2 separate regions of the Mus musculus genome follow, and region 2 is linked to region 1. Evidence: chromatin contacts called from public HiChIP or PLAC-seq data. All regions are on one chromosome and are shown on one strand. Each heading gives the region's core, a stretch centred on a gene start, on an enhancer-like site or on the middle of the called end of the contact. The rest is flanking DNA. Distances are from core to core; before and after follow the strand shown.

The links. HiChIP or PLAC-seq counts read pairs in DNA pulled down with a chosen protein or histone mark.
Region 2: a RAD21 HiChIP or PLAC-seq map of pro-B cells shows a contact between it and region 1, with 9 times the contacts expected there. The contact joins two enhancer-like sites. A contact is called at or near these places in 1 of 15 datasets of contacts at CTCF or cohesin (pro-B cells) and 2 of 484 Hi-C or Micro-C datasets (the N1E-115 cell line and cortical neurons).

What each region holds. Positions count from the first base shown.
Region 1 is chr15:4,054,870-4,060,010 of GRCm38.p6, reverse strand. It overlaps Oxct1 (3-oxoacid CoA transferase 1), which reads right to left. Exons shown (of 17, transcript NM_024188.6): 6 at 2,236-2,342; 7 at 15-75. Among named protein-coding and RNA genes, the nearest start is that of BC037032, 30 kb to the right of the region's middle. Within about 2 kb of position 3,205, at least 12 of the 459 cell types and tissues checked have an H3K27ac peak or open chromatin away from gene starts, as enhancers often do. A contact at or near this core is called in pro-B cells, where this site is marked.
Region 2 is chr15:4,813,886-4,818,807 of GRCm38.p6, reverse strand. No RefSeq gene overlaps it. Among named protein-coding and RNA genes, the nearest start is that of Mroh2b, 82 kb to the left of the region's middle. Within about 2 kb of position 1,872, at least 89 of the 459 cell types and tissues checked have an H3K27ac peak or open chromatin away from gene starts, as enhancers often do. A contact at or near this core is called in pro-B cells, where this site is marked.

The DNA of each region.
Region 1 (5,141 bases), core at 1,956-4,455:
GCCTCGTTTCTTACCTCCACCACGGTAGTTCCTGCAGCTTTGCACATTGGCAGATTGAAGTTTCTTGCACTTTTCCTGTACCAGACAAGGAGGACAGAAGAGGGAGAAGGATCAGAGACCTGAAAACGCAGACTTTTCCTCTCCCAAGAATCGGCATCGACGGGTGCATGACTTGCACCTGTCTTCAAATGTAAAAGATCTCATGGCCATTTCATTCAGTCTGTATGATTTTTATAGTAGGTGGAAGGAAAAACTAAATTTTTCATGCTCAGTCAATAGCTTTTACACAGAAAAATGAAGTGGGTATTCATAAATGTCTGAAATAACTCCTCCAGTCTTTTAACCAAGATTGGACTTTGCTCCCATAGTGAAACAGTTCTCATAGTGCACTGAGAAACTGCACACACACACAGGGATGTGCACTACGGGGATGTAGCTTGGTAGTAAAGCACTTCCTTGGTGTGCACCGGGCCCTCGGCTCTAACCAGCAGTAAGGGAGAGAGAAAGGGAGAAGGGGCTTCACAGAAGCCCTTGTCTTTTCTCCAAGCGAGGAGCCTCTGTTAGCTGACACTATAGGAACCACTCACTGGTGCTCAGTGAGCCGTCTAGCGAGTCCTGGGAGAGCAAGTGTGGGGGTCTGGATGAGCCCACTCACAGTGACTCTGAATGGGATTTGCATCCTAAGACTCTCGAGCCCTTGAGCACTGTGCTGAGAGCTTTCCCTTCACACCGAAGCTCAGTGGCCGTCAGCACCTACACATGGGCAGCTTAGAGCCACCCAAGTTAAGTCTTCAGAAAACACAGCTGGGCATGAGAACACAGGGTGAAATTCTACAAATGTCTTAAGTAGTTAACTGTCACTTGGGGTATAACTTCACTCATTTTTTTATAAAGCATCAGAACTCTACAAGCATCACAATAAAGGTCAAAGAAAGCAGGCAAGATGTCAGATGCCTGCCTAGAATTTCCAGTAGTCATTGTATACCACACGCCTAGAATACAAGGAATCAGAGCATCAATATCTCATTGAGTCCTTCAGAAATAATAAATAAAGGAGTAAATAAATAACAATGAAAGTGCCACTGACAGTCTGACTGTGCTTGATGCCAAACTGCATGTTAAAATTTTTAAAATTTAAAAAACCACAACCCTTCTTTTTTTTTTTTTTTTGTTTTTGTTTTTTTGAGACAGGGTTTCTCTGTGCAACCCTGGCTGTCCTGGAACTCACTCCTTAGACCAGGCTGGCCTTGAATTCAGAAATTCGCCTGCCTCTGCCTCCCAAGTGCTGGGATTAAAGGCGTGCGCCACCACACCCAGTCCGCAATCCTTCATTTAAAGCAGCAAATAACAAAACTGAGAGAGACCATATAGCTCACCTGTTATATACAGAGCCCAAGTGGCCCTGTATAGTTCAAAACACAACTAATCTACAAGTCTAAGACATTAAATACTCATAATTACTTAGAATTCAGTATGCAAAGGTTAATCAAACGACAGGAAAATCATGTAGGCCCGTGGCTATCCAGAGAAGGAAAACAAGCATTTGTAAAGATCATTAGCTTTTCAGACAGAACCTTTAGAAGGTTCTCCTAGGTGACATCAACTGTACAAGAAAAAAAAATTCACCTAAACTATTATTTATTAACGATCTTCCCCAAAACATCAGCGTAATCTTGACACTTTATGATCCTATTTAGAAATAACATGAAAATAAAAGATAAGTGCTGGCTGCTGTCATGTTTGCAAAGAAAATACTCTTGGCAACTAAAACACAGATGGGAGAAAATGGTTGTATGTAGCTGTGTACAAGAGTACATCAACCCATTTCTTCTTAAACGGGGTCTCATGTAGTCCAGGCTGGCCTCAAACCCATTATACAGTGAGGATGACTTGGAACTTCTGATCTGCCTAATTCCACCACCACCCCCTACCGCTGGGAATGTAATACCATACCCAGTGTGGGCAATCAAACCCAAGGCTTGGGGTGTGCTAGGCAAGCACTCTACCAATACAGCTACATCCCAGCCCTAGATCCAGTTATGTAGCAAGCCAGTAAGTTTAGCACATCAGCAGGACCACCAGCAGGCACTCGAGGTTCTTCTGGACACGTGCACATACACAAGACTGTAAGCCATTTTAAAACGGTCAGGCAGCATCTCACAAGGAGCAGAGTGGACTGCCTACAGTGGTAGGTTTTGCTGTGTTCTATCCTGTTTTGTTTAACTAGTACAGTACCTGAAAATCACATTGCCTGCCCGGTCTGCTTTCCATGCTTTCACCAGAGCAAAATCTCCCGTGATGGCTTCCTCCAAAATGAAGTGCTGACCGTTAAACTCCCTCACCTGCAAGAGACAAATGAACGCTGTCAGGTATTTGTGCAGGATGCAGATGCCTGGGCTCCTAAGAGGCACACGCGAGGAGCGGACGCCTAGCGACAGTGGCTTTTTCAGGGAGAGGGATCTCAAGAGACTTCTTCGGTAGCAGAAGGCTTCCTCAGAATAGTCCAGCGAGGCTTCAGGAAGAGAATGTGCTCACGGGTTCCACAGTAAGGGCAAGTCTGGTACATTTGAGAAACTCAAACCTCCACAAGTGGTACAGGGTGTTAATATTCATTTGACTGTGTGCCTTGGTTACCTTTGAGACAATGGAAAATAGTCCCTCTTTTCTTCTACCCCCCTCCAAATTAAAACGTGTATGTTACAAGAAATGGCTTACCTCTTGTTTCTCTTTAACCGTGATCTATAATTTGTGTTGAGAGAATCAATGATAACAGAAAAGTAACCTAACTAAAAAGCAACACTGCATGCCTCCCTACTGTGTACACAATGCAGGCCTCCGTGTAGGAGCATCTTCATTTACTTCCTTGGATAGATTCTCTTCACATAAAATCCTATATGAGCTTTGCATTTGCTCATAGGAAATTCTTGATTTCCATGCTACTATAAATGCTGGTTTTAACAAATTGCACATTATTAATATAACACAATGCTATTGACTTGTTTTTTTTGTTTTGTTTTGTTTTTAACATTTACTGCCTTTTGGGAGAGACTATAAAAACCAAACTCTTCTTTCCCATTATGTCCTTCCTGTCTTTTCCCTTGGAGATTTGCCTCTGGGAATTAAAGAGAGAACTGAAACAGCACCAGGGAGGGCTGGATCTGTCTTGCATAAATGCAGCCCCGTGAAGGCAGAACTCCAGTCACATTCCTCCTGTGCCCTCTAGTGGAAAACAGACGGGATGTGTTTTTTAGAAGCGTCCAACACAGCGTTGGGGTCTGCTTAGCTTTGTTTGGGGTGGGGGTAGGTGATGATATATGAACGTGGGGTCTCATATACTCCATCACTGAGGTTCCAGCCTTCCTTCTAGAGCTTCAAACAGACTATTTCGTAAAGGAAAGTTTCTCCAAAGATATCTCAGTTTCTAGCTAGAAAACATGAGCTATGAAAACCACCAGTGAAGACTTCACTCCTATGCAGTTACATGACACTAACTGCACATCGACACACACAATTATTTTAAAGGTTTATGTCCTTCATAAATCATCACTGTGAACATCAACGATGGGGCGAGTGATTATCATCCAAGCCCTTGGGATACAGAGGCAAGAGGACTGCTGGGAGATTCAGAGAAGCCTGGGCCTACAGAGTTTCAATACCTCCATAACAAAGCTTTCACACAAGGAAGCAAACAAACAAACAAACAAACAAACCACCAGGGATGAAGGTTGAGACATAGAAAACACAAGTCTTTTCTAAACACGTTACCTAGCGTTGCCTGTTCTACCTTTCAAAGACGGAAGCTACTAGCTTCATCAAGCTTACTGCCTTGCTCACTTAAAGCAGTGCATTTGGCCTCGGGCTCATCTTTAGGTTCTTCTTGAGTCCACTCCAGTTAGATTTTGCCAGTGACCTCTGTGTCTGCACACCCCTGCTCAGTTCTAGTCATCCTTCTTCCTTTAACCCAACTGCTCCCTCTTTTTATTTCTCAAATCACCAAGCTCCCTGCTTTCCTTTGAACCTCCCTTCCCATCTTCTACTGCAGCCTTTCTTCTTCTGTGTGGCCATTAACTGGTAAGGAGGGACTCTCCATTCACACAGGTGTCCAGGACACTGTCTAGCCCCAAGGGTCTGAATGCCTACATGCATGCCCTGCCTCCTGTTCTATAAACTTTCTGACCAGAGTCACTTCCTCTTGAGTCTCCGGAACTTAAGTAAACCTCTTCCCAAACAGACTGAGATCTTCTTACCCCATGCATTGCCATCTCAATAAGCAGCAATCATTTTCTGTCCTCTGTGTCACATGTGGCTCTACCATCAACATCCGACCTAATTCTGATCACTTAGCATAAACTCTATCTCACCACCTTATCCCAGCTCCTGTTCATTCCCCACCAGGATCAATGCACAGCCTCCCAACTTGGGCCACCATAAAACTCACCGCTCAATAGTGAGAGTTATCTTCACAAGATGTAACTCAGAACACATCACATTCATATGTATTTCACTAGCTTCTGACCATAGCGAACGAACTCTAAGCTATGTGAGCAGACGATAGGCAGAATAGAGATCGAGGGAGGCAGGGATGGAGAGAAAAGAGACAAAGGAGACAAACGGATACACACAGAAAGTGGTCAGAGAGGTACTAAATTCATGCACCAGGCTCTAGACACATATGAAAAGTTAGAAAAGATTCTATCCTTCCAGTCTCTTGGGGTATGTTAAGGTTACATTTTCTAACAAGCTATCAGAATATCAACCCAATTTTAGAGGGCACTTTTATCATATGCTCCTAAGCTCCATTTTCATTAGATTCCCGGGGTTGATTTGTTTTTAACCTAATTTGGCAATGAAAAAGTGAGACTAAATACTAATACACACATGTGTGCGCGCACATACACACACACACACACACACATTTGAATTAAAGCTGGAATCAATATGGGTCAGTCCCAGAAAAGGAGCAAAACTCCAGATGGAAGACACAGCTAGGGACAAATGTCAGACAGTAAAGGACATGATCATTGACCTCCCAGCTCCCCAGAATAGCAACAAAACCAGCAGCACTACATTCCCATCACTGGTGGACATCCCTTCATTGACCAGTTCATCTCCCTAGAGGTGGAGCCCAGCATTGTCACGTC
Region 2 (4,922 bases), core at 623-3,122, 760 kb before region 1:
TTGGATATTTAAGATCTGTCATTGTTTGCTATTATAAATAATGTTGTGATAAACATCCTTCTATATAAATCTCTGAATGACTTTCTGCATACCATCTGTCCCCTGGAGCCCCTTGATTGGTGACATCTACCTTCACTATCTGACAGTGGACATGTGGAGCTAAGGCTGTTGCAGCCAGAACTTGTCAAGAAGACAAATAGGGATGCATCGACCTGACTCACATGCATAAACAGACTGGGGACAACTCTGATCTTGCAGGCCATTTGTTTGGTTAGAAGTCGGATGCTTACAGTATATTCCAAAAGAACAAAGGTGACCTTAGAGGAAACCAGCCATTTGGAATCCAATTAATCAAGCGTCAGGGCAGTTTGGCATCCAAGAGCTAGAATCATCACAATCTGACAGCTTCTCATGGAGGAGTAGCATTCAGATAAGGATATGGAAGAGGTGTTACCTTGTGGACGATCTCTTGGGAACAACAGAGAATTTCAACTTTCAAAGCTAAGCAGATTTGAGCGTTGCAGAAGTCCTTTGTAGAAAGGGAAGGAAAAAAAAAACCTACCTAAAATGTCATATTTACTGAAGATTGAAAAAGCAACCCTTTGTCAGGCTGAAACACCATGCCACTAGAGTACTTGAAATTTGAGATCATGTGCCTTCAGTGACTCTGATCCTAACAAAATTTAACAGTCGGGGAGGTCACTTATTTTGTCAGCATATTACAGTCAACAGACTCAAAATCTATATTTAAAAAGAACCGATCTAATTTTCAGCCACCCAGGCAACACACACAGATGCTTAGCACTCATCTTCATTAGCCTCAGAGGAGAAACTTCTTACCTTTGACCTAGAATTTATTTAATCTTTTAGGACAGAGCCGGAGACTCCCAATCTAAATTCCAGGTATTTAATATGCTCGGCTGCTGCTCTCTGCTTCCTGGTGATAATTTTATTAGTAGCTCTTAACACCTATTGTACTAAATTGCCATATTAATATTAATATCAGAGTGTGAAGAATTCAACTGATAAATGGTATGCAAATTAGCTTAATGCAGACTTTAATGGGTTAGAGCACTAAAAAGTTCTTGGAGACAAAGTAACCAAAGAGCTAAAGGATCAACTTGTCCTCACTGAAAGGAAAAAGTTACAAGGAAAAGAGAAATACTTTAAAGTACGTGTGAGTCATTTTTAATCAAAATAATAATTATTGCTGGCCCGATCTTTGATTATACTACGGACAACAAATAGGAAATACTTTTAAAAGGTTTGTCCTTATTTTTAATGATCCGTATACATGTGTGTCTCTGTGCAAGTTTGTACACGTGAATATAGGTGCCCGAAGGAGTCCCAGAAGAGGGTGAGTTGGATCTAGGCATTTGCAAAAAGAAGAGTTGGTCAGGGTTATGATAGAAACCATGCATCCCCAAACCAAAGAATATCAAGGACTGCTGGCAATTACTGGAAGCCAGAAGAGGAAGGATTCCTCATGCCCAGCCATTCTTGAAAGCATCTTGCTTTCAATACTAAACAGGAAGTGCTCTGAGCTCGCGGAAGGAAGGGGGAAATGCGTTGACATGGATCAGTATTTTCAGGACCCTCTTAGAAACCCCACCACCAACAGCAGAGCTGACATTCCACAGCACATGCCAGGCCCTTACTCTTAGGTCGTAGAGAAGTGGCCTCCAAAGCAGCAGTGTTGATGAGGATGACTCTAAGTCGACCCCAATGGAGCGCGGTTTTTCCAAGGAAACAGAAACAGAAAGTCTTTTTCAGAAGCCTTTGCTGGTTTAGCTGAATGCTCCTGACCACAGCTTCCAGCTAACTTTGAAACACTTCTGACCACAGCTGTAGCACTTCCACTCTCTGAGCAGCTGCTCCTCACCACAGGTCCCGGTGTAACACCACAAGTGATTGCAGCTGGCTTCTGTTCTCTACTGTCCAAGGCAGCCAGTCACTTTCTTTTTATGAAAACTGATCTTTCTCTCCACAGAGAATGGCTGTGTTCAGTGGTTTCTTGCAGTACCTGCTTACTCTTAACTGTAGGTGGCCCCTGCCTCACAAATGACTCCTTTGGTGGCTTTGGTAGTGGCTTGGAGGTGGGGAAGAGATTTTTTTTAGTATCTTCCTTTTTTTTCACCCAGAAGAGAGGTGTAAGACCCCCTTTTGGGGACCCCCACTCTAGTCTCGGGAGAGAGAGAGCACAAAAAGAAACACGAGAATCCTTTCTTGCTGTAAACACAGGAGGCAGTTTAATGGCAGAGCTCCAGGTGGAAACATATCTCATGCAGGAGACAGTGGATTCCACCCCGAGGCTCGAAAGCTAGGGGTTTTTATGGGGTAAGGGGTTTAGGGGTGTGGAATTCAGCATAGTGACACACTATTGGCTTATTCAAACATCAGCAGAAAAATTACATGTACGTGCAGGATGTCAGAGTTTTGTGAGCTATTGACTCAGTTCAGATAGCCCTGTTATGTCTTCACATTCCTCTTTATCTCTATGGTCAAGCTGTTCCCAGGAATGTTTTAACTATGGGGCATGCCCCGGTTTGTTTTTCTTTTTTTCTCAGCCCCAGGCAGCCTCTAGGCTCACAAACAACCAGCAATTTCTGAGTACTTTATATGACTTACAGGTCTTGAAATTTCACCTTTCTTTCAGAGGAAGGGATTAAATGACCACTATGAATGTTGTATGTAGATTCCTGGGGGACCATCTCCCCTCCCCCATGGGGTTCCTTTCCTCTCTGAGATCTGTTTTGTAGGGGAGAGCAGCCAAGTCAGCTTTGGAGAAAGCTTCTTGACTCTTACTTTGGGATGTGGTCCTATTTAACAGATCTTATTCTTGAATTGTCTCAGGAAGCCTGAGGGTAGGAGGCATACAAGCTTTCTCTACTCTCAGTGCCAGAAGTCCATGGGTGGCTTGCGTGGGAGGATGATGGACCAGTGAATCCTAGAGGAGATGCCAACTCAACTCTAATTACACTAGGAAAATATGTTTTCTCAGGGCCTTTCCTGCTCATTTTTTTCTCATTTTGTATTACAAGATCTTTATGATGTTGTCAAGGATTTAGGATTAACGAGAGGAGGAAGGGCTGCATTTAATATGCAAAATGCAGGAAGATTTCTACCAGGTGGCTGTGGCTCGTGGCCTGAAGTGGGTGTCCACCCCCCACTCCCCTGCATTGGAGACTTACAGAAGCAGCGTCTACACATCCCTGTGTAGGGTGAGGAAGGAGAAGGAAGACCCTAAGGTTTTGACATCAACTATAAGATCAGGGTCAGCTGTGTTGTGTGTGATTCATCTCAAAACTAGGCATTCTTAAAAGAATGCGGTGGTTGCCAGCAGTACCTCCTAGGACCCGGATCAGTCCCTGCTACACTGTGCAAACTGAGAAGTGGTTTGTGAAATGAATACACGAAAGTTGGGTATTTGTGACGTTTATTATGGACTCTCTGGCTTTCTGTCTGTTCTGTTGAAAAAATGCTATGGATTTTTATTACTTTTAATTGTGACAATAGTGTTTCTCACTGGCTTCAAAGGTCCTCTGATGTCTCTATGTACTTTGTGCAATGTGAGACAGTTTGCTCAATTGATAAAGGCATTTTGACTCAGAAATGTGACACAGGACAACAGATGCTGGCATTAGATAGGGGATGATCAAACGGCAGAGGGGGTGGAAGAGTAACAGTATGACAACGAACGACACAAGAGAATTTTGCCCAGCAATTTATGACTATGCCAGTTTACTCTACGTATAATGACTTACAAATTTTTTTAGATTATACAAAGTAATAGTTTTTTATTATGACATCCCTGAACATATGTATCATTATACTGCATTCCCATCCAGTTTCCTCACTTCTTGTGCATTGTTTTTGAATAGTAAATTCACTTATCACTAGGCACGCTAATCTGGGCACCTCCCAGGGTTCAGTATTTCCACCTTTATGTTTGCACACCTCACCGCTCCCAGCGTACAGATGTTTACTGTTTTCTCACGCATCGATGACCCTATCTTTACACAGTAGAGTTGGTTTTCATCCTTGGAGCACTGTGGGGGCAACAGGCAGACACAGTTGGAAGTGTGGGCTTCAAGGGAAGAGACAGTGTGAGGCACCACAGACAATCATTTGGAGCCCGGTGTTACTTAACCCTTCTCCATAGGACTCGGTTCCTTGATGGCGATTAGTAGAAAGCTGAAACTAGAGTGAAGTCCCAAAGTACCCAACAGTTGCTGCATGGTGAGATAAAAATTTGAGGCAGTAGAATACTCTCTCCTAACCTAGCAAGATTCCAGAACTGGGCCCCTGTGATCCCTGATGGGCCTTATGGCCCACATCCAACCAGGATGTGAGCTATCTCTCTCATTCACTATGTTCACACCATTCGTCCAAGGCCTGTGATTGGTCCTTTTCTCTGGGCACTTCTTATTAACATTACAGTTTTTATTTATTAGCTATGAACACTGAAACAATACGTTATGCCATGCATTTTGCATACTTTATTGAATCCTTACAAGTCCATGACCTATCCTGCAGCGTTTGTCAGGGATCAAACAGTAGATGTTAGGGACAGGTATTTTATTAAGTGACCCACAAACTTCAGCATGTTGACATAACCCTACATAATATTTACTCATTTTATACTAGAATATTACTTGGTTGTAATATTCTGTGGCCTGTAATTTTAATAAGCAGTTAATTTGGGTGATTCTCCTATGAGGGCTGCTTTTGGATGCACCTTATTTCTGCATAATTCACACAAATCTTGTGTTCAGGAAATGGCCTTCCTGCTTTATTTTGTGTGTGTGCCTGTGTCTGTGTCTCTGGTTGTGTGTGTATGTGTGTGTGTAGGTGACAGAGGCAGTCATCAGATGTCTTCTTGGATTACTCTCTACCTTATCTTACAGAGGCAGAATGTCTTG